Linked DNA regions of Sus scrofa: all the other regions are linked to region 1. Evidence: chromatin contacts called from public HiChIP or PLAC-seq and promoter capture Hi-C data. All regions are on one chromosome and are shown on one strand. The core of a region is the stretch at or near the end of the contact, and the rest is flanking DNA. Distances in the headings are between cores, read along the strand shown. Region 1 holds the start of LSM1 (U6 snRNA-associated Sm-like protein LSm1). Region 2 holds the start of ERLIN2 (ER lipid raft associated 2). Region 3 holds the start of TACC1 (transforming acidic coiled-coil-containing protein 1). Region 4 holds the start of PLPBP (proline synthase co-transcribed bacterial homolog protein).

Evidence for each region. Promoter capture Hi-C pulls out the DNA fragments that hold promoters and counts their contacts. HiChIP or PLAC-seq counts read pairs in DNA pulled down with a chosen protein or histone mark.
Region 2: a contact with region 1 is called in an H3K27ac HiChIP or PLAC-seq map of alveolar macrophages. The contact joins the promoter of ERLIN2 here to the promoter of LSM1 in region 1. A contact is called at or near these places in 2 of 5 promoter capture datasets (fetal liver and liver) and 1 of 2 datasets of contacts at active chromatin or transcription factors (alveolar macrophages).
Region 3: a contact with region 1 is called in a promoter capture Hi-C map of fetal skeletal muscle, with 2.7 times the contacts expected there. The contact joins the promoter of TACC1 here to the promoter of LSM1 in region 1. A contact is called at or near these places in 1 of 5 promoter capture datasets (fetal skeletal muscle) and 2 of 47 Hi-C or Micro-C datasets (embryonic fibroblasts and mesenteric adipose tissue).
Region 4: an H3K27ac HiChIP or PLAC-seq map of alveolar macrophages shows a contact between it and region 1. The contact joins the promoter of PLPBP here to the promoter of LSM1 in region 1. A contact is called at or near these places in 6 of 47 Hi-C or Micro-C datasets (alveolar macrophages, brain, embryonic fibroblasts and 3 more) and 2 of 2 datasets of contacts at active chromatin or transcription factors (alveolar macrophages and skeletal muscle).

The regions. Positions count from the first base shown.
Region 1 is chr15:48,347,284-48,353,031 of Sscrofa11.1, forward strand. LSM1 (U6 snRNA-associated Sm-like protein LSm1) reads left to right here and starts at 1,370. Exons shown (of 4, transcript XM_005671778.3): 1 at 1,370-1,811. The coding sequence starts at 1,766. It overlaps BAG4 (BAG family molecular chaperone regulator 4), which reads right to left and starts at 1,527. Exons shown (of 5, transcript XM_013984080.2): 1 at 953-1,527. The coding sequence starts at 1,222.
Region 2 is chr15:48,658,163-48,663,519 of Sscrofa11.1, forward strand. ERLIN2 (ER lipid raft associated 2) reads right to left here and starts at 3,444. Exons shown (of 11, transcript NM_001143706.1): 1 at 2,980-3,444; 2 at 1,424-1,505; 3 at 302-348. The coding sequence starts at 3,086.
Region 3 is chr15:47,856,538-47,862,371 of Sscrofa11.1, forward strand. It overlaps TACC1 (transforming acidic coiled-coil-containing protein 1), which reads right to left and starts at 4,567. Exons shown (of 15, transcript XM_021075676.1): 1 at 4,414-4,567. The coding sequence starts at 4,450. It overlaps LOC106506224 (a long non-coding RNA gene), which reads left to right and starts at 5,232. Exons shown (of 4, transcript XR_001301395.2): 1 at 5,232-5,271; 2 at 5,594-5,781.
Region 4 is chr15:48,633,812-48,639,448 of Sscrofa11.1, forward strand. It overlaps PLPBP (proline synthase co-transcribed bacterial homolog protein), which reads right to left and starts at 2,773. Exons shown (of 8, transcript XM_003133369.4): 1 at 2,482-2,773; 2 at 38-145. The coding sequence starts at 2,580.

The DNA.
Region 1 (5,748 bases), core at 120-2,619:
TTTTTAGTTCTCTTGGGTGTATAACAAGGAGCAGACTTGCTGAGTAAGATCCCAACAGTATGCTTAACGTTTTGAGGGACTTCCAAACTGTTTTCCAAAGCACTGAACCATTTTATGTTCCCACCAGCAATGTATGGGAATTTCATTATTACATTTTCAACCAATGAGGATGTTACATTTCCTGAAGAAAAGGATAGGAGTGCCCCCACCAGATAACGATTAATTCTCTGCGAAGCATACTGCATAACAAAACAACTGTATTTCCGCACGACTACAAGGAACAAGACATTATAGGTTCAAATATACTGAGTGAGTTAACCCTTCACGGTCAACGGTTCTTTCATCGTAAAACAGAGAAGATGTGATGACATTTACGCGGCAGTCACCCTTAAGATGAAATAAAACAATCCACGGAAAGCTGCTTTCCAACATTGATTATGCGTGATTCAATGTCGGGCAAAGCGTTAAAAGGGCAAAGAGCTAAACGCCCAGATCCCTCCCCTTCCTTCACGTTCCTTCCCAGGGGGAGGGGTTGCTAAGGGACGGAGGGTGCTGCAGCCACCTCCCTTCTTGGGGAGGGCCGACCTGATGAGCCACGCAGGATAAATTGTCAGGACTCGAAAAGCAGACCCGGATCCCTCCAGCCCAACACCGTTCCCAGGCGAGATTCGCAGCCCGCTACTCAGCTCAGCAGGTCAGCGCAGGATCTTTTTCCCCTTTTTCATGCTAAGACATTTACTATGGTTGAAGTAAAAAAGAGGCAAAGAGAAAACAAGCATAGCCCCCACCTACGATCCTAGTTTCTGTCTCTCCACCCCCCCATAAGGAAAACACATGAAACCCAATTCATTACGAACTCTTGGAGGTGTATCAAACCCAATAACCCTCACCTCCAAAGACTCCCCTATTGCCGTCCCCTACCCCACCCCGGGACAGACAGCGCAAAGCTTACCTGGTGGCTTCCTCCAGCTCGACCTGGCTCCGACCAGACGCCTCCAGAGGGATAGTAGCCATCTCCTCCTCCCCCTTCTCCCGGCCAGGTGGTCTCAGCCTGGCCGCCCCCGCGTACCCGCCAAGAAACAGGAGGCTGGGGAGGTTCGGGGCGGGGAGGATATATGGGCGGAGGGGGGTGCACGGGCACATCTCCACCCCCAGGCCCGTAGTAGCGGCCATAAGACGGACCGTCACCGGGGCCGTAGCCCGAGCGCCTCAAGGCCGACATGGGCTCCACTGCCCCCAAGTGCTTCCCGCCCCCCACGGCCGGTCCATTGCGCAGACGCCAGCCGGAGAACGCAAGTGGACCGCAGGGAAGGGGGTCGGCCAGCAACAGCCAATCCCAGGCCGGGTCCCGCCCCCTCGGCCTCAGATTCTTGAGAGTTGAAGGACTGAGGTCGGTGACTCTGGGGTCTAGGAAGCAGGACAGCAAGGGGCGCCACCGTGTACCTTAAAAGGGAGAACGCATTTCCCCACTACGTATCCAATCTAGGTTTCTCTTCCCCTCTTGTCAAGGACGTGGAAAGGGTGCCTCGGGACCTCACTACGGTCCCGCCTCTTCCTGAGCACCGGCACGTGATGCCGGAAGTGGGTGGGAGTAATATGGCGACGTTTCCGGCAGGCCCCGGCGGCTGAAAGCCGGGCCGGAGGTGCTACTCTGGGTCCGGGTTCTTGTCCCGGTGCCGCCGAGGCGGCGACTGCGGTAGGAAGAAGGAAGTGTTGGACGAGTTGGCCCACCACCGCTATACGTTGCGCCTCATTTCAACTCAAAATGAACTATATGCCCGGCACCGCTAGCCTCATCGAGGACATCGACAGTGAGTAGTTCGGCTCCTCCGAGTGAAGTCTGGGGTGAGACTCTTCCTGCCGGGAGGATGCTTTTTGGAGGCAGGTCCTAGAATGAGTCCGGGCCAGGGGGCGGTGTCTTTTTAGTGCTGTTCTGGACGTGCGGCGTTAGCGTCCTTTGCAGGAGGGAGGAGCCTTGTGACACGCTGTTTGCCCGCCTCCTACCTGTATCCTATCTCTTACAGCCTGCACCAGTCCTCCGGCAAGCTGTCGAATCCATTTCTGCTTTTCAGGGATGCGGCTGCTGAGGCCCAAACATGAAAGTTGCCGCCTCCCGGGCCCATCATCTCCCACCTGCGGGATTTCGAGTCCCAGGTGGTTACTGGTGGATGGATGAGAATTCTTAAGGAAGGGATGCATCGAGAAACGAAAATACGAATACAACAGTAATTGGACTTAATTAGCACTAAGCATAGGCTTTATGCTGCGTCGCCTTTTGCAGTCTTCTTTTACCGTTGAGGGTCTTTAGATTTTCAGATTATGATAGTAGAGACTACTGCCAGACAAGGCTTGACTTTTCCAGAAGGACCAAAAACTTGTTTTTTTCTTGTTAGACAGTTTTCTTTGGTTTTTATTTAGACGACCTACCTTATTCCTAGTCACCATCCTGAAGAGAAGTTTAGTCCTCTATAGCTGTCCTGTCTTTTCCAGACTCTCATTCGTGGATTATTCCTCAAGCAAATTTTAATAAATTGTTTCAGTCCTGTGATCTGTCTTGTTTTGCTTTTTAGGGCGGCACCATGGCATGTGGAAGTTCCCAGGCTAGGGGTCGAATCAGAGCTGTAGCTGCTGGCCTATGCGACAGCAACTCTGGGTCCCAGCCACGTCTGTGACCTACACCACAGCTCATCGCACCACCAGATCGTTAACCCACTGATCAAGGATCGAACCTGAGTTTTCATGGATACTAGTTGGTTTCATTACTGCTGAGCCACAATGGGAACTCCGTCTCATTAACTTGTAGTAGTTGCAAAACAGTTTGCATACAGCTCCAAACAAGTTACAACAATCTCTACAGTTACTAAGTATGCAAATTAAAGAATGAGTTTATGATTATATTCTCTATCATCTGAAATTATTTTTAAAATCCAAATTAGTGATTTTGCTATTAAAGGAAAATGTAGTGTAGGTTGGACCAAATTCATATGTGAATAGCCACTGTACAAGCCTATCTGCAATGTATGATAAAGTCTTCAATTTTTGTTGTTTGAAGATGCCCTTTTGCCCTCACCTCTTTTGTTATATATCTGAATTAGTTGAGGCCTTAACACATTCTGCCATTCTACTAAAAACATAATTTTCTCAAGCCTCTAACCCCTTTTTTTTGCAGATTCCAAACCCCTCCTTTACCAAAAGGTTTAAAACCATTTCATATGCCCCCTTCACACACATACATTTTCCTCTTCTCCTCAGTCCTCCTGTATTTTCTCTCATATTTTCTTTCTCCCTCCCCCAGAGTCCTCCCCTTCATGTATGTTCTTGTCTGTCACATTTTTTCTCAACTGTGTTTCCCCATCAAATTCCCATCCCCCTTTTCATATCTTTACCCCCAAACCTTTTGAGCCATCTCCCATTTTAAGTCTGTTTCCTGACTCCCTGCAATAGACCATCTCTGTTACCCCTGCAATCTGATTTTTTTAGACAACACTCTACTGAAACTGCAGTCTTAAAAGGCATCTGTGAAATGCAGTCCTCCAGGTTCTTCCCTCCCCTCTGTTACCACTGGAATCATTACTTTTCTTGATTTCTCCAACGCTGGTACTTAATTTTCTCTCCTCTGCAACTCTTATTATTCCCTAAAATAGATGGGTTCTTAGCTTCCATCAACAGTCTGTTTGTTTATATCTCTAGGAGCTCTCGTGGACTTCAGTAATTATATCACCTCTTTGTGGGCTTATCCAAAATTGCTCTGATTCTGACCTTTTGGCCTCCCAGTCTTACATCTTTAATTGCCAGTTGACCTTTCTACATAGGCGACCTGATACCAGCAGAATCACAACAGCTAATTACCTTCCACCCTAAGCTTGTGTCTTTTAGTCCCAACTTTTGGTAAATGGTCCTTCTTGACATGACGACTCAGAATTCCTGCATCTTCTTTAACTCATCTCTTCAGCACCCCATTCTCTCGCACATACCCACACATACAAACACAGATAATTGACAGATCCCATCCCTTGTCACTGCAGGGTCTTAGTCCTCTCATCTTCCCCCTTCCCATCTCTACCCTGAGTCAGGTCTCTTCTGCATGTCTCAGACTCTGGGAATAGCCTCAAAACTGTTCTCTCTTTCCTGCCAGTTTAATCTTCAGTGTTTTCTTATTCCCTGTGAAGTCACATCCAAACTTCAGCCTGTTCCCAGTACTTTTTTTCTGACTTCATCTCCTGTTATTTCCCTTCACACCTTTTAGCCAAACATTTGGACACATAGCTCTTTTTTCTTCTGCCTGAATTATAGACTTCCCCCCTCCTCCCCTTCTCTGTCACTCTTCCCATGGCCAAAAATGATCTACCCTTTAAGGTCCAACTCAGATACCTCCTCCATCTAGAAATAGTTTCTCTCAGCCTCACATAATTAAGATTTGCTTGCTTGCTTTTTTTTTTTTTTTTCTTTTTTTTATCTTTTTAGGGTCACACCTGTGGCATATGGAAGTTCCCAGGCTAAGGGTTGAATCGGAGCTGCAGTTGCCAGCTTACACTACAGCCCCAACAATGCAGGGTCCAAGCTGCATCTGTGACCTACACCACAGCTCATGGAAATACTGGATCCTTAACCCACTGATTGAGGCTTGGGGTGGAACCCGCATCCTCATATATACTAGTCAGTCAGATTGGTTACCACTGAGCCACCACGGAAACTCCAAGATTTGCTTTCTTGTGGTACTTAATTATAGAAAAGGCAAAAAGACAAAAAAAAAAAAAAAAAAGAATGAGTTTTACTCACCTTTCTAGTGACCAGCTTATTGTCATTCTTCAGTGTCAGCTCAAAGTCACTTCTCCAGAGAGGTTTTCCTCTGCAGTCTGTCTTCTGTAGCTGTTCCTCCTCTCTCTTTCTCATACTACCCTGCTATCTTTTTTGTTATTCTGCTAGACTAATTACTGTAGGTTATTTTTTTAAAATTTGTTTGACTTCCTCCACCATGAATATAAGGTTAGTACTCTGAATCTTATGCTCTTCTGTATATGTAGGCCCCAGAACAGCACATAGCACTCAGTAAATTTTATTGAATTTTTGCTTTAAAACTTTCCCTGATTGCAAAGTATGAAATAGCAGCTAGCTTTCTTCTAATTTGAGGAAAAAATAATTCTTTTTTTTTCTTTTCTTTCTTTTTTTTTTTTTTTTTTTTTTTAAGGGTTGCACCCTCGGCACGTGGAAGTTCCCAGGCTAGGGATCAATTAGAGCTATAGCTGCCAGCTTACACCACAGCCACAGCCAGAGCCAAGCTGTGTCTTCGACCTACACCACGGCTCTTGGCAACATCGGATCTTCAACCCACTGAATGAGGCCAGGGATTAAACCCACATCCTCATGGACACTAGTCTGGTTCATTACCACTAAGCCATGACAGGAACTCCCAAAAATAATTCTTAGAATTAAGATCATAAAGATCATCTAGACTAAATTTCTAAATTTGCAGATATAGAAACTGACATGACACTGAGATGGTTTAACTGTCAAGCATCAGCATCTAGAGCCAGTCAGACAGGCTTCCTGACTGCGTACCCAGTCCTTTCCCCACCCTGCCCACCTCTCTGATCCTTTTCCCCACCAGTCTTGTCATTTAAACCCTAGGCTTCCTTGGTCATCCCTAATTTCCCACTTCTAATTACCCACTGAACTCTGCCTTAAGTACACTGGAAGAAGAAATTGAGCTTAATCTGCTATTAATGTTGTTTTGTTGTTATCCTGTAA
Region 2 (5,357 bases), core at 2,194-4,693, 310 kb after region 1:
TTGGTGTTTTCTTTCATTTCTTGCCCTAGGGTCTCCCCTACCACCTTTCCAATATTCCCTACATTTCATTCTACTAAAGTTATTTATCTGCTAAAAGCCTTTATCATAGCATTCAAGGCCCTTCCCAACCTGTCTCCCTTCCATGATTTTCTCTATTGTCACTCAGAACATAGGGAGCTTGAGGGCAGAGAACTTGGTAAAACCACCAGTAGGTGTGTCCCCTCTTCACTCTCTCTTACTGCAGCAGTCAGACAGCCCTGCCTCTTATTTGGGCTTAACAGCTTTATCCTGGGCGCCTTACCTTGTCCCACAAGGTACATTCTTCACCTCATCTGTCTGGAGTGTGGTCTGGAAATAGGGGAGACATAAAATGCTGTAAGGTGGGCAGTGACAAACAGAGTGACTGCTTTTGGGAATCCCAGATAGCCTTGTCCTTAAATACTTATTTAGGTTGCCTCTGTTAAATGTGAATACCCCCACTGAATCCTCCTCACATACAGAGAGTGAGATTAAACCAAACAAAGGGACCCACCTGGCTCTGCTGTAAATGAACCATCATATGAACAAGCTGAGTAATAATGGTTTAGTGAGAAGGACCCTGGATTAGGAGTCCTAAGACTTGTGTTTACTTTTCTCCCTTCCACTCACTAGTCTTGAAACAGTAGATTCTTTATTTAACCTCTCAGCCTGTAAAACTTGCTCAGCCTATTCTCAGGATCACTGTGAAACTCAAATGAGATAATCAGCACGAATGTACTCCGAAAACCAGAAAGCACAGTAAATGGCAGAAGATATCTACAGGGGCTGATGCTGATGAGGTATCCCAGGATATTTTCCTGGGTCAGTTTAAAAGTCATTTTCTAAATCTTTTTACGCCTTTTAGTTGGACATACTTCAAAGATGGCTAGTCTAACTGAGCCTGGCTTTAGATCTGTCGTAACTAATCCTACCCCTACTTAAGATGCCATTTCCCTTCACCGAGTTCAACTCCCCCCACCCCAAATTATGTTCACTTCGCTCAAGTTCAAGTAAGAACCAGCAACACTACCATGTTTTAGTTCCATCTACCTTGGGAGCCTGTGGCTTAAAGCACACAGACGTACATATCCAACTTTTGCTTTTGTGCATTTGGAACAGATTCTTCTCTGGCTTTGTCTTGAAGTGAAGACATAATCCCAGCTGGTATTGATGGGCCAAGGTAATGACCCCACTCAGTTATTTAGAGTCAAACTCTAGAGTAAATGGCTCAGGGAGCCTCATTCTTTATATCTATCTATACTGTATATATGGCTTATTCTTAAATGATTCCTTGAGAAGGAATTATACTTATCTACCCATCTAAAGGCTAAATCATTCCAAATCATGCCTTAATCACCACCCCCAACCTGCTGCTGTGCAACCCTACCCCACCAGCCCAGTATACCTGCACAGACTTATATGATGTGATGAAAGGGAGCATGAGATGGAAGCCAGGGCCACTGGTGGACGTCAGCAGGGCACCACCTCTGCAGAAGAGGAAGAGAGAAGCAGGCTCAGTTCGGTGAAGAGGTGTCTATCACATCAACACTGCTTTCTCGGAAGCACTGTAAACATCTATTAGACTGACACGTGCTAGAGTCAGGTCCACAGTTCCTTTTCCCCGCTCTCAGCTCGACCCCAATATTCTAGGAAACCCAATGGTAAAACCTAAAACCATTATTTGTGTTTTTGCAGTGAAAAAAATAGGCAAAGTGGAATCAAGAGAGCAGAATCCATGGCTATACTTAAGACAGGAGAGGAGGTCTGTCTTATCTTGCCGCATCTGTTGAGCTGGTGGTGATCCGTAAGGGTGTTAAATCCAGTAATATGGTGATCAGTTGATGGTACTAATGTTTGAGTCCAGGGACACGAACAACCAAAAGAATAAAATTTAAGTACACTTTATAAACCATCAACATATTTTTTTGGCAGTAGAATTACTTTTCTAATCAAGTTCTATGTAAATGGCAGTAAATTTAAAAGCAGTATTTGGGGATGTAGAATCAGAGACAGGAAGAAATAAAGGGGAGAGGGGAACCCAATCGGACGTTTAGAACTTGCCATTGGCATCCAGAAAAAAAGCATCACAGGGCACAAATAAGAAGGGTTTGGTAAAGACTTAAAGCAAAATACTTGGTTAGGGAGGTTACTAAAAGGAAAGCAACTCAAGATTTATAAATGCCTCTTTATTAAGGCAAAGATGTATTTTTTTCCTTTTTATTGCTGCACCTGCAGCCTATGGAAGTTCTTGGACTGGGGTTCCAATCAGAGCTGTAGCTGATGGCCTATGTCACAGCCACAGCAATGCTGGATCTAAGCCATATCTGTGACCTACACCACAGCTTATGGCAACATAGGATACTTAATCCACTGAGTGAGGCCAGGGATCGAACACATACCCTCCTGGAGACTATGTTGGGTCCTTAACCCAGTAAGCCACAATGGAAACTCCAATAAAGATACATTTTTTTTTAAAAGAGTAATGAAATAAAGTGACCATAATGGGTTACTGTAAGAACCTAGAGTTTGCCTTGATGGATGTGAATCAACCTGCAGTCTCTTTCATTTTTCCTGAAATGTCAATTTTCAAGAATAGGTCTAAATTACATCAAGAACTGGTCCTCATTAGAGGTAAGCTTGTGGCACCAAGATGCCTAGAGAGAAGTAGGAGCAAACACTGTTTCAGATGATCTTCAAGGAACCTGCTTGCCTTTAGGTTTTATCTCTAAGTCTCTATAAATGTTTATCAATCACCATCCATGGCATCAACTTAGACCACTAAGTTTTACTTTCATGTATGTATTTGTGTGTGTGTTACTTCCCTCCCCATGGCCACTGACACAAAAGCTCATTCTAAAATCCTCCCCTATTCAACAAAATACAAACAGAGATAGCAGAATCTGTTAAACATTGACTTGGGAAGAGTCATTTAACAGGAAATTGCGCCTGCTGCTGCCTTACCTGTAATACACCCCAATATGCCCCTCTTCTATCTTGTGCACGGCTGAGAAGAGAGATGCACAAAAGAAACTGGCAGCCACAGCCACAACTGCTCCCAACTGAGCCATCAGTGAAAGTTTATCCTGGGGAAAAAGAACGGGAAAACGTGTGCCGTCCGACTTGAGGGAGAAAAGCTCTGACCCTGAGAGCACCTCTCCAGGCTGGGCGCTTGAAAGTGGTTCCCATCCAGCCCATAGTAGTATGAACAGAGGCTAGATCTACACCTCTCCTCATCCCTGCTCTCAGTCGACACTCCCATCCATTCCTTAACTGTGGAATGATATTCCCCACCTCCTGGAAGAGGCAGTGACTCCAGAAACAGCCCTGGCCCAAGGGAAAACCAGTGCAAGTTGGTCAGCGTTCAGAACACAGCCTTCTCTTCCTGTGAACACGAAGGGGCTGTCACCGGAGCCACTCATACTAGTAAAAGAGGAAGAGAAGCAGCTGCAGTACGTTGGCCCAAATTACAGAGCATGTCAAATGACAGGCAGTTGTGGCTGTGTAATTCTGGTCAGAGACTCCCAGTCCTAATTGCCTGCCATTTCAAAGGAAACCATTATTTACTCCTTTCAGATGCTGGAGCGACAGAGACAGCATACGAGCGGAGTTCCATGGCGGGATTCTCTGGCCTTTCATTCACTTTCCCAGTTATTCCTTTGGCCCTAAACAATGCAGGGCTCTGAGCAAGACTGAAGCCACACTCCCTCCCATATGCTTGACCGGTGCTTTGCACCTGGCAGGTTCCGCAAGCTCATGGTGAGAGCAGAAAGCGGGTTCTTCAGGCTGGGGAGACTCTGGGCTCCGGCGTCCAACTGCATTCAGACACCAGGACGCGAAAGAGCTGGCATCCAGGGACTCATTTCCTGAACACTGAACGATCTGCAAAAACTAGGGTAACTGACAGCGAGGTTCCCAATCGGGGTGCCGGGGCCCACCCGCGCAGGGCGTGGACTCTGCCTCCTGGGTCTAACTTAACTCGGGCGCAGACGTCTGCGAGGCGCTTATTTTACCGTGTGGCCTCCAGCTACCGATCTGCAGCTGCGTCCTTTCTACAAAAGCCCTTCCCTCCCCCGAAGTCACCCCCGCCCCACCTCGCGCTCCTTCCCTGCCCTTTTTGGAGAGAGGGTCGCAAGTCCCAAGAGCCCTGGGTCGGGGCTGGAGGCTCCGAGAGCCTCCGCTCCGTCCCGCCTAGGGGCTCGCGGGAAATGGAGGGGACAGAAAGGGGTTGCTTTCTCGCTCCCAAGGGAGAGAGGATGCTGTGCGAGGGCCTGGGAAAACGATGATCAGCTCCGGCCGCGAGCCGCAAGGAGGCCCAGCGCGCGCACTAAGAGGCGGGGGCCGCGTACCAGGCTGTCCCTCCAGGCGCTCCGTACTCGTCCGAACCCCAGTGCAACCGCAGAAGCCGCCACACCCCTCAGCGCGCTACTTCCTTCCGGGCCCGTCGCTTCGATGACGCCATTAGTTCACGCGAGAAGACCACACCCCTTCTCTCCCTAGTTCGCCAGCCCCGCCCCCGCGCTTCGAGAGGTCGTTGTCCGAGGATTGCCGCCAGAGGGCGCCCGTGACTCGGTCCCGGCGGTCAAGACGACCGTCAGGAATTTCTGGGGTGGGGGTGGTGCGGGCACCTGGAGAGTGACCCCAGGGGCAGCACCAGTGGCTGCGGGAGCTGAGAACGAGGTGTCACTTTCCCAGGCTTTGACTTTGGAGTTTGCTCTGGATTCCCTTCCAGATTAGGCCAAACCTGTTCCTATTTTTTCAGAGCAGGTTATCCTTTACAACCTTCCTAATTCTCTGCTCCCCTTTTTCAAAAGTGCAGATAAGCACCATTACGTCGCTAATCAACAGACACTACTTTGAATTGCCCTTTATGCTTTTGTAGGAGCTTTGGCCTTTGAGGTCCCCGCAGCACCATAAAGCAGATTGAGGGAATTATCTTAATTTTAGTGAACAAAATGTAGGTTCAGTGAGGCGCGAGGATAGCCGTGGATGAAAGCCTGCTTTGCTCTAACGTCGGGAGCTTAAGGGCCTGGTAACTTCTGCTGCTTGTCCGTACCTGCTCGCTAGGCTCTAAGTTCCCTGTGGGCTGGGGCTGCGTCTTCCCTCAGCATCCCTGGGTGGGCGTTTAGGTGCCTGGCAAAAACAAACAAACAAACAAAACAACCAAAAAACCCAGACTGCAGCGCAGTGGAACCAGGCCCAGCGTCCAGACCTTGTGTCTCCCAGACCGCAGCCTTCACTGGTCGACAGCATAACATTGGGGCATTTTTAATTCAGCCACTGAAGTTTTTTCGAAGAGACAGTCCACTTAATTACAGCCTTGGTTACAGGGAAAGCTTTTA
Region 3 (5,834 bases), core at 3,317-5,816, 490 kb before region 1:
CAGGGGCATCCTTTGCCAAAAATACGAGAGAAGCACACTCATAACAACATCCCTCATACCTCTGCCAAATGAGGCCACAAAAAATATTCGAGGCTGGAGTTCCCATTGTGGCTCAGTGGTAATGAGCCTGACGAGCATCCATGTGGATACAGGTTTGATCCCTGGCTTCACTCAGTGGGTTAAGAATCTTGTGTTGCTGTGGCTGCGGCATAGGACATTAGCTGTAGCTTTGACTTGACCCCCTAACCTGAGAACTTCCATTTGCCATGGGTGTGGCCCTTAAAAAAATAAAAAGTAAAACTTGGAAGGCATGAGCCTTATATATATATATATACATATATTCAAGGCCAGGTGGCTGAGACTTAGGGGGCAGGGCTCAGATCCCACCTGCCTCACTAGCGGGCTGGGTTCCCTTGGTCAAGTCATGTCACATCTTTACCTTTAGACTGCTCATCAGTAGAGTGGGGAAACTGCCTTACGGGGACTTCCGTGGGATGACTCGGACCTATCACTCAGCACAATGCCTGGCTCAATAAGTAGCTGTCATCATGAAGGCTGATCAATAATACTGATGATGGATCTCGCAGTCCCCCACTATGAGAGAATTGAGAAGGGCCCTTTCTTTCCTTCTTTCTTTCTTTCTTCTTTCTTTCTTTCTTTCTTTCTTTCTTTCTTTCTTTCTTTCTTTCTTTCTTTCTTTCTTTCTTCCTTCCTTCCTTCCTTCCTTCCTTCCTTCCTTCCTTCCTTCCTTTCTTTCTTCCTTCCTTCCTTCCTTTCTTTTTCTTTCTTTCTTCTTTTTCTTTTTAGGGCCACACCTGCAGCATATGGAAGTTCCCAGGCTAGGAGCTGAACTGGAGCTGCAGCCGATGGCCTGCATCACAGCCACAGCAACACAGGATCAGAGCTGGATCTGCAACTTACACCACAGCTCACGGCAACCCCAGATCCTTAAACCACTGAGCGGGGCCAGGAATCGAACCCGCATCCTCATGGATACTAGCCAGATTTGTTTCTGCTGTGCCACAATGGGAACTCCAAGAAGGGCACGTTCTGAAAAGACTCAGAGAGAGGCCAGTGGCCCAGCAACCCCACTCCTAGATATACATATACCCAAGGGAGTAGAAAAAAGGTGTTCACACAAAAATTTGTACATGAATGTTCATAGTAATGTTATTCATAAGAGCCGTAAAGTGGAAGCAATCCAAATTTTCATCAACTGATAAATGGATAAATACAACGTGGCATTTTATGGTATATCCATACAATATCCATACAATGGAATCTTATTATTCCATTCCATTAATATTAATAGAATATTGAGCAATGAAAACAAGTGAAGTACTGATAAACTAAACATAGATAACCTTGAGAACATTAAGCGAAAGAAATCAGTCATAAAGGACCACATAATGTATGATTCTATTTACATAAAATGTCCTGACTTGACTAGGCAAGTACACTAGCAGTTGCTGGGGGTGTCAGGGGTAGGGATGGGAAATAATTCCAAATGAGTATAGGGTTTCTTTTTGGAGTGATGAAAATGTTCTAGGATGGACTGTGGTGATGGTTGCACAATTCTGTACATAAACTAAAAACCAACGAATTGCGTACTTTACATGAATCGTATAGTATGTAAATTACACCACAATAAAGATTACATACATGTATGTATGTATACAAACATTAAAAAAAAATTTTAAGGGAGTTCCCGTCGTGGCGCAGTGGTTAACGAATCCAACTAGGAACCATGAGGTTGCGGGTTCGGTCCCTGCCCTTGCTCAGTGGGTTAACGATCCGGCGTTGCCGTGAGCTGTGGTGTAGGTTGCAGACGCGGCTCGGATCCCGAGTTGCTGTGGCTCTGGCGTAGGCTGGTGGCTACAGCTCCGATTGGACCCTAGCCTGGAACCTCCATATGCCGCGGGGGCGGCCCAAGAAATAGCAAAAAGACCAAAAAAAAAAAAAAATTTAAAAAAGAGGGAGAGAGAGTCCAGGTTGGAACAGAAGCTCTCTGGGGCCCTGCCACTTGTCTGTCCCTGTCCCCAGGGATGGGCTGCCTGAGATGGAAGAGCTCACCTCCTGAGCCCGCCTGGCACATGCCTCCTGTGGGTTCTCCAGGGCAGGAGAAGCTCATTAAGTAGGAGGCTAAGGGAGGGCCAAGGAAGAGCCTAGACAGGGCTGAGCTAGAAAAATCAACCCTGCTCTGTAAACAGTTGTTTTCAGCCTGGACACATCACCTGCTCCCCATTAGTCATTCTGAACGTGGTTTTCAAATCTTCCTTTTAACGGGGCACCCCAATAAGTCAGTCAGGTAAAGATGGAGATGCCTTGTTGCGAGCGGGAAGAGGAGGCTGCGGGAGCATCCACGGGGCCCCTTGTTGACCTCCTCCCCAAGGGGGATCCTACATCTGAAGAGCAAGGAGGGCCTTAGAGCACAGTTCAAGAAACATTTTTCTTTTTTTCTTTTTTTTTTTCCTTTTTTGGCTGCAGCCTTGGCATGCAGAAGTTCCAGGGCCAGGGATCGAACCCATGCTATGGCAGTAACCAGAGCCACAGCAGTGACAATACCAGATCCTTAACCAACTCAGCCACTAGGGAACTCTGAGAAACATCTCGTTTTTAAGAGAAACAAAGTGGTCCCTGAGTTTCCCTGGGCATGGGGGATTTGTTCCAGGAGGCCCACTGACACCAAAACCTACCTACATTCAAGTCCCTTATATAAAATGACATAGTATTCGCCCAGAACCAACACACATCCTCTCTTATACTTTAAATCATCTCTCGATGACTTATAAAAGCTAATACATGTGAATAGTTGTAAATACAAATGTAAATGCTATGTCAATAATTGCAGGGCAAATTCAAGTTTTGCTTTTTGGAAATTTTGGAATTTTATTTTACTTTATTTTCTTGGTCCAAAGTTGGTCAAATCCATGATTGCAGATCTGTATATGAGAGGAACCCAGCCCTGAAGGAGCTTAGAGTCAACCGAGCTGGCAGCTACAGGCCTGCACCTGCTGGTATATGAATGCTAATGTCCCTTGTTAAGGCACAAACCCTGACATGGCACTATGGCTACCTCCTACAGAACCCTGAGGGTTTTCAGCTCTACATTTGTACTTCACACTGCCAGGGTTGGGAAGATCTGTCAACATTGTTCGCCTGCTTCAGTAAAATAATCTTTTAAAATTCATTTATCTCTTACAACACGTCTGTGAGCTGGGGTTATTATTGTCTCATTTGACAGATGAGGAAACGGGCTGAGGACATTCACCTTGTCTGAAGTCACGCAGCTGGAGAATATGGGGACCGAGAGTCAAACCCCCACCTTGGTTTGGAGCAGGGCAGCCTGGCCTCAGTACAGATCCCTCCTCTGCATTTATTAGGTGTGTCTCCAGCCTCAGTTTCCCCATCTGTAAAATGGGGATGATGATGATAATACCCACCACCTTTAGAATGGTGCCGGCACACAGTCTGTGCTCAACAAGAGTTAGTTGCTATCTTAAGATCACCAAGAAATAGATTACGACTCATGCATCCCATCCATTCTCTCATTTGTTTAGCTTGTTAGAGAACAGTACAGCAAGGTGATAGGTGCATAAGGAGCAAAATGTGTGCTCTAGAGAAGGACCATTGGAGTTCAGAGAAGGGGCATTTGAAATGGTTCGTTTATGATAAAAATCTGAGTACTTGTGCAGAAGCCATGCTGCATTCTCTGTATCAGTTCAGTGTCAGCAGGTGCTGCCAAGGCTAGCCTCTCAGGGACGAACTGCTGGGGCATGTCCCTAATGATGGCGAGGGCCACATGCAGCCTTCAGGGTTGACCAGTTAGCTCCGCCACAGACGTGGATGTCTCCAAGGGCACCTGGGCTCTGCCCATAAAGGCGTAGCATTGAGCTCCAGTCTCACATCCCCACACCTGAGAAACAGCTCAAGGTGTGTATTCCCATGATGCGGGGAGGAGGAGGGAGTTTGGTGGGCAGGACACAGGTCCTGGGAAACAGCTGGACCACAGCTCACCAAGGTGAAAATGCCTTTTCCTTCTGCATCCATTTGGATCACTTCTCTCTGAATCTACTCAGAGCTGAAGGTATTTACAAATGCTCCTTGACTCCTTGCCCACCAAAAGAAAAGGAAAAAGAAAAAGAAACAAAGAAGTCAGGGAATTCCCAGAATTCTACCCTAACACTTCTACATCAGAAGGCAAACAAGAGGTAGTGCTTCCAGAGACCCAAGAATTAAAGTTAAAATTGGAAAGAAAGAGAGGAAAGAAATGCCTGACGTCCCTGGCGTCCACTCACCCACAGCACTGTCCCATCGTCAAGAAAACGCCCCCAGCCCGAGCTTAAAGGTCAAGGGCTCTGCTTTGCTCCGTAAGTGTCAGACAACCCAAGCACACGCAGCCCCCGTTCCTACCTCGTAGGCGGTGGTCCCCGGGTCTCCTCTCTCCCATTGGCACCACCTGCTACAGTGGCTCCATCACCTCTGCTGGGAAGCTGACGCCCCTGATCAGGGAGCGGTTCCGAGAAAGGAAGGGGAGGGCAGGCTCTGAGATCACCGACGTGGGGAGGGGTGGGTCTCCGAACCAAACACTTGGTTCTAGGGAAAAGGATGTTTTGTAAAGTTTTGGCTTGAACGTTCAGGGGCAGAACAGGAAATGTCCACTGGGTCTGGGAGCCCCACGGAGAAATCGCTGCAGCCTCCTAGCTCTCTGATCTGTGGTCCCATCTGGAATTTAAAGCTCCTCTGTTTGAAGCCTGGTGCCTTTTCCCCCCTTCCTCTTTTCCTCCAGCACTATTTTTTTTCCTCCTTAATGTAACGTCAGCTTCGTTCCTCACAAGCTGGAAAATTTTTCCTCGGCCTAAACTTGGCTCAGGAATACTCTCCCCTTGTGAGAGAATTTCTCCTGTTACACAGTTCAGATTAAAAAAAAAAAAAAAAAAAAAGAGAGAGAGAGAGAGATTTGTTTTGCCAGCTTTTGTACTAGAAACATTTTTGATGGATCACTCCCCACCCCCACCCCCAACCTCTGGATTCCAAGAAATATACACACCCACATCCCTCTTGGCTGTTTGTCTTGTTTGTTTTTTTCTTTTTTTGGCATATGGAGTTCCTGGGCCAGGGCTCAGATGCCAGCCGCAGTTGTGACCCACATCATAGCTGTGGCAATGCTGGATCCTTTAATCCACTGTGACTGGCTGGGGATGAACCCATGTCCTGGCACTGCAGAGACACCATCCACCCTGTTGTGCCACAGCAGGAACTCCTTGACTGGTTTGTTTGTTTGTTTTTCTTCTCCCTCTTCTAATTGGAAAATAATAACAGAGTTCCCTGGTGGCTCAGCAGGTTAAGGATCTGGCGTTGCCACTGTTGTGGCACAGGTTTGATCCCTGGCCTGGAAACTTCCATTGTTGTGGGAGGGGGCAAAAAAAGACAAAAATAATAATAATTGATAAAGATGGCAGTGAAAATGTCCTGTGGGTTCATAGAGTCCTGCCTGGGGCCAGCCTTCCCCACGTGCACACCTCTACCCACAGTGTAGGGCATGTGCTGCATGGCAGGGAGGGGAATTGATGATTTTCCTGGCCCTCTCCAGTTCTAGGTCTTTCCATGATGGAAGCGCAGGAATTGGCTATCACAAATGGGATCCAGTTCCCACTACAAACTGCCTCCTCAGCCCCCAGAAATGAAGCAGGAAGATTCCTCATTGTGATTCTTGGAGATGCTGAGTTGGAGGTACAGGAGGTGCAAGGGGATCCTGATTCAGTTGTTGCTGATGGCCTGGTAAGTGGCTTGTCTGTGAACTATCAAATGCAATGAAACTTGGGATCCTCATG
Region 4 (5,637 bases), core at 1,523-4,022, 290 kb after region 1:
CCCAGGGCACAAGCGCAGTTTGGAAAAGGACTCTTACGTAGTTCTCCCCGAAAATGCGCTGGCCGTGATTGTAGGCCTCGATCACCATGTCTGCAGGCTTGGTCTTGCTGACCGCTACGAGCCGGGGCTGGATGGCGGGGAGTTCCTGCCAAGAGGGAGAGAGCCAAGATGAGTGAGCATTTGGGAATAAGATCCCAGTAAGTCCTATAGGATAGCCTGGAGAATTGATTGCACAGATCTTTAACTTGGCATTGTGTAAGATCCACTATTCTTTTTCCTTTTCTTTAATGACTGTATCTGTGGCATATGGAAGTTCCCGCACTAGGGGTCGAATCAGAGCTGCAGCTGCCGGCCTACACCACAGCCGCGGCAATGCCAGATCCGAGCTGCATCCATGACCTACATCACAACTGGCAGCAACATCAGATCCTTAACCCACTGAGCAAGGCCAGGAATCAATCTGCATCCTCAGGGAGACTACTTCAGGTTCTTAACCCGCTAAGCCACAATGGGCACTAGGGGATCTATTTTCTAACACTGCGGGAAGATGAGTAGCAAATGATGTTGACGAAAAGTCTTCTGTATGCTTGTATTGAAATCTAATGTGCTTAGCTACTGAATATTAAGCAAAAGACTTCTCTCTCAGGAGAGCTGGGCAGGTAAGTAAAAGCAGTGGTTCCTTAAAGTGTGGTCTTTGACCAATGGCATCAGTTAACACCTGGGTCCCCCTCCAGATCTGCTGAATCTGAATCTCAGGGTGTAGTCTTTGAATCTCCTTTCAAACAAACTCCTTTCAAACAAACTTTATCAGACAATACTCTTGCATACCAAGGTGGGTGGTTTAAGAAGCACTTCATTAAGGGAAGGCATCTCTGTTAGGAAGGGAGGCCACTTTTGGCTTCTGAAACCCCAAGATGAACATCTGGCTAACCCCAAGGTTAATTACACTCTGGTCCTGGGGTAATTATTAATATTGCCCACGTGCACTCTCAAAAGCGACGCCCTTAGGGTTACTGTAGTTTTTTTCCTTCCTTTTTTGGCTGCCCCATGGCATATGGAGTTCCCAGGCCAGGGATCAGATCTTAGCTGCTGCTGATCCCTAACTCACTGTGCTGGGTCAGGGATTGAACTTTTGTCGCAATGCTCCAGAGATGCCATTGATCTTGCTGTGTTACAGTGTAATTGTTCAGTCTAATCAAGAACCAGGGGCCAAACTGATGCAAAGACACAGAAGACTCTGGACTCAGGATAAGGTTTATCCGACCCCCTTCTCACGGCCATTATGTAAAGAGCGGGGCTTCCCTGAATTCTGCTGCAACCAAATCCACACAGAGAAGAGATTCATCTGTCCTCACATGGCTTCATTTTCATTACCCCATCACCCTCCGGAACTTTTACAGAATCAATGTTCTCAAAGGGTCTGAAGAGTAAGATCAATTAACAGAGTTTCCCCTTCCTTCTGAGGGCTGCACTGCTGACTTTTTATGAGACTGTGTCATGTTTCCTAGAATTATGAGGTAACAGTCTTTAGGGAAAAAAAGTGGAACAGGTAGCCCATCTGCGTAAGTTATGTTGGGAGAACTCCCCAGGGCGATATTTCTTAGGGGAATCTCTAGCTTAGCTTTTTCTTGGAGGATCATTAATGCCGGAAGGAGGAAATTCAGGGCTAGAGTAACTAACTGACTTGTTTAAAATAATACCTAATTAACAGCCCAGAAAAAGCTATACTAATACAGGTCTTCTGTCTCCAGGCCAGCTGAGCTCTGACACTAAATGCTTAATCAGAGAAAACTTTGATCTCTCTATTCAAATATGTCTCACACCACACCTTTCAGCTTAAACTTGCACTGAGGAGGGGCAGATGGTAACCTTTAAGTAAGTTCCAAGATACCAACTATATATAAGGGGGAAAAAAATCTCATCTTAAACTGCTTGGGAATGGATGTCTAGTTCCCTCCTGCCCCAAACGCACAAGTGCAGCTCTAGTGTCACCCAAGTACGGCCAATCCACCCTTTCCTTCGTTTTCGGGTGGAACTGACATTTACTGTGCATCTACTATCTGGGACGCTGCCACACACGTGATCTCGGCAGATCTGGCCTCCTTTGGGTACTCCTGCAGTGGACATCCCCTTCTGCAGCCTCTGGGTGCAGGCCTGATCCCTCTCCCCTCTGCCAAGGCGGCTGATCCCGACACAAAGCCAGATGGGTAAATGGTCGCGATGCCTGGAGATCAGTCATTTTCCCGGGGTAGCGATACCTTTTGCTCCAACTAAGCCAACCTCCAGAAAACCTGACAGATGCTGAGGAATCCTTTTACCAGCCTCCTGGGGTCTCGGCAACCCGTGCCAAAGCCAAGGCGGCGGCCAGCTCTCGCTCCTGCGGGGAGACCCCTCTGCGTCACCGTGACGACCCATTCCCACGCAGGCGTCTCATCTCCTCCAAGCGGCCGCCCACCGTCCCCACGAGGTCCCTTTTCTTACCCGCGGCCGTCGCGCCACCGCCTGCTGCACGCGCTCATTCACTGCCCGCAGAGCGAAACCGATTCCCAGCTCCGCCGACATGCTGCCAGCCTTCCACATTCCACAGAACCGACTTCCAGCCCCGTACCCGGGCACCCGAGGCTAAATCCCCTTCCGGTCCCGCCCAGCTCACGTCTCCGTGTTGCCCGTCTTCGTCTCAGCCAATCGTCAGTATGGGGAGGGGCGGGAGGGGCGGCCCCGCCCTAGGTGTGCCATCTTGGGGAGGTCGCCGCGAGGCGGGGCGGGGCACTCGGGTGCGGAGGGGCTGTGACGTACTTCCGGGGTTGCCGGAGGGCGGGGCTTTCCACCTAGCCGTAGCCCGCAGACGCAGTTGAGGGACAGAAGGGGGCAGGAGAGGTCCCTTAGGTCCTCTTCCCAGTTGTGGGAGATAACGGCTTTTATCTCAGATGATTTTGGGGAGAGGAGAAGGCATAGAAAAAGAGTTCCCTCCTGGCTCAGCGGGTTAATGATCCCGCTTTGTCATTGCTGTGGCTCCGGTTACAGCTGTGGCCAAGTTTGGTGCCTGGCCAGTCACTTCTACAGGCCGCGGGTGTGGCCAAAAATAAATATTTAAAAATATATAAAAGAAAATTGTTTCTGAAGAACATGGTAGGATCCCAATGTACCGAATTATTTTCCTCTGGTTATCCTTTAGATCAGTGCCCAATAGAAATATGATGTGATCCGAACATGTAATTTAAAATTTTCTAGGAGTTCCCATCGTGGTGCAGTGGAAACGAATCCGACTGGGAACCATGAGGTTTCGGTTCGATCCCTGGCCTCGCTCAGTGGGTTAAGGATCTGGTGTTGCCTTGAGCTGTGGTGTAGGTCCCAGACACGGCTTGGATCTGGTGTTGCCGTGGTGTAAGCCAGCAGCAACAGCTCGGATTAGATCCCCCAGCGTGGGAACCTCCGCATGCCAGTGGGTGCGGCCCTAAAAGGACAAAAAACAAAAATAAATAAAATTTTCTAATAGGCACAGAAAGTTAAGAAAAATTAATGAATACTTTTTTTTTTTTTTTTTTTTTGTCTTTTTGCTATTTCTTTGGGCCGCTCCCGCGGCATATGGAGGTTCCCAGGCTAGGGGTCTAATCGGAGCTGTAGCCGCTGGCCTACACCAGAGCCACAGCAACGCAGGATCCGAGCCGCGTCTGCAACCTACACCACAGCTCACGGCAACGGCGGATCGTTAACCCACTGAGCAAGGGCAGGGACCGAACCCGCAACCTCATGGTTCCTAGTCGGATTCGTTAACCACTGCGCCACGATGGGAACTCCCTGAATACATTTTCTATAGCCCAATATACCCAAAGTAAAGTTTAAACATAACCAATAGAAAAAGTTAATGAGATAGTTGAGGTTTGTTGTCTTTTTGTCTTTATAGGGCTGCACTGGTGGCATATGGAGGTTCCCAGGCTAGGAGTCTAATCTGACCTGTAGCTGCCAGCCTATGCCAGAGCCACAGCAACGCCAGATCCAAGCTGCATCTGCAAACTACACCACAGCTCATGGCAACGCCTGATCCTTAACCCACGGAGCGAGGCCAATGATCTAACCCATAATCTCATGGTTCCCAGTCGGATTCCTTTCCGCTTTGCCACTATGGGAACTCCAGTTGAGGTGGTTTTTGTTGGTTTGTTTTGTTTTGTTTGGCTTTTTAGGGCTGCACCGGTGGCATATGGAAGTTCCCAGGCTAGGGCTCTAATGGGAGCTACAGCTGCCAGCCACAGCCACAGCCACAGCCACAGCCAAGCAGGATCTGAGCTGAGTCTGTGACCTACACCACTGCTCACGGCAACGCAGGATCCCTGACCCATTGAGGGAGGCCAGGGATTGAATCTGTATCTTCATGGATGCTAGTCGGATTCGTTACCACTGAGCCACAACAGGAACTCCATATTTGAGTTTTTAAAAATTGTAACCCAGTGTGTAGTTTGGACTTTTCCTCATTTGGGACTGGCGGCATTGCAGCTGGTCAGTACCCCACCTGGTGGCAAGTGCTGCTTTCTAGGAGGCCAGCACAGGCAGCTTTAGTCCAGCCTGAGCTTGGCACAGAGCCCAATTCTTGAGTTTCCTGTGTAACCTGCTCTGGGCAATATGAAAATCACAAATGGGAGGAGCCAAACAATACAAAGGTTAACATAGTAAAACCCGAGGTTTAATAGTCAGATGGTGAAATGGTAGGTGCTGTGGACAAGTAGAGATTGATTTTGTTAAGGAAAGTACTCTTGTCTGTACTGTTGGTTCTCACACAGTAATTCTACTTAATGAATGAGATGCTCTTATGGTGGGAAAAGAGCTAAAGTTTTTTCTCGAGGTTGTCTTTTCTTTCTTCCTTTCTTTTCTTCCTCTCTCCCTCCTTCCCTTCCTTCCTTGGGATATGGAAGTTCCCAGGCTAGGGGTTGAATCAGGAATCAGAGCTGCAGCTTCAGGCCTACACCACACCCACAGTAATGCCAGGTCCAAGCCACATCTGCACGTCTGTGACCTACACCACAGCTCACAGCTACACTGGATCCTTTTTTTTTTTTTTTTTTTTTTTTGTCTTTTCTAGAGCCGCATTCGTGGCATTTGGAGGTTCCCAGGCTAGGGGTCTAATCGGAGCTGTAGCTGCCAGCCTATGCCAGAGCCACAGCAACTTGGGGTCTGAGTCATGTCTGCGACCTACACCACAGCTCATGGCAACCCAGATCCTGAACCCACTGAACAAGGCCCAGGGATCGAACCCACCACCTCATGGTTCCCAGTTGGATTCGTTAACCACTGAGCCATGACGGGAACTCCAACACTGGATCCTTAACTCACTGAGGGAGGCCAGGGATCTAACTGCATCCTCACGGTTAACTAGTCGGGTTAACTAGTCACAACGGGAACTCTCTTAGCTGTGCTTTTGAATTAATTTTATTATGTTTTTTCCTCTTTATTTTCTTTTTTAGTTTCTTCTCCTCCCCTTCCTGGGATGTCAACCATCTGATTTAAACTTTCACCCTTCCCTACTACCTAATCCTTGAAAAATAAAAGTCCCAAATCACCTCATCACTGGTAATTGACTTAAAATTGTTCCAACAGTTTGCAAGGACAAAGGGGAAAAGAGATTAGAAAGCCAAATACCCAGGG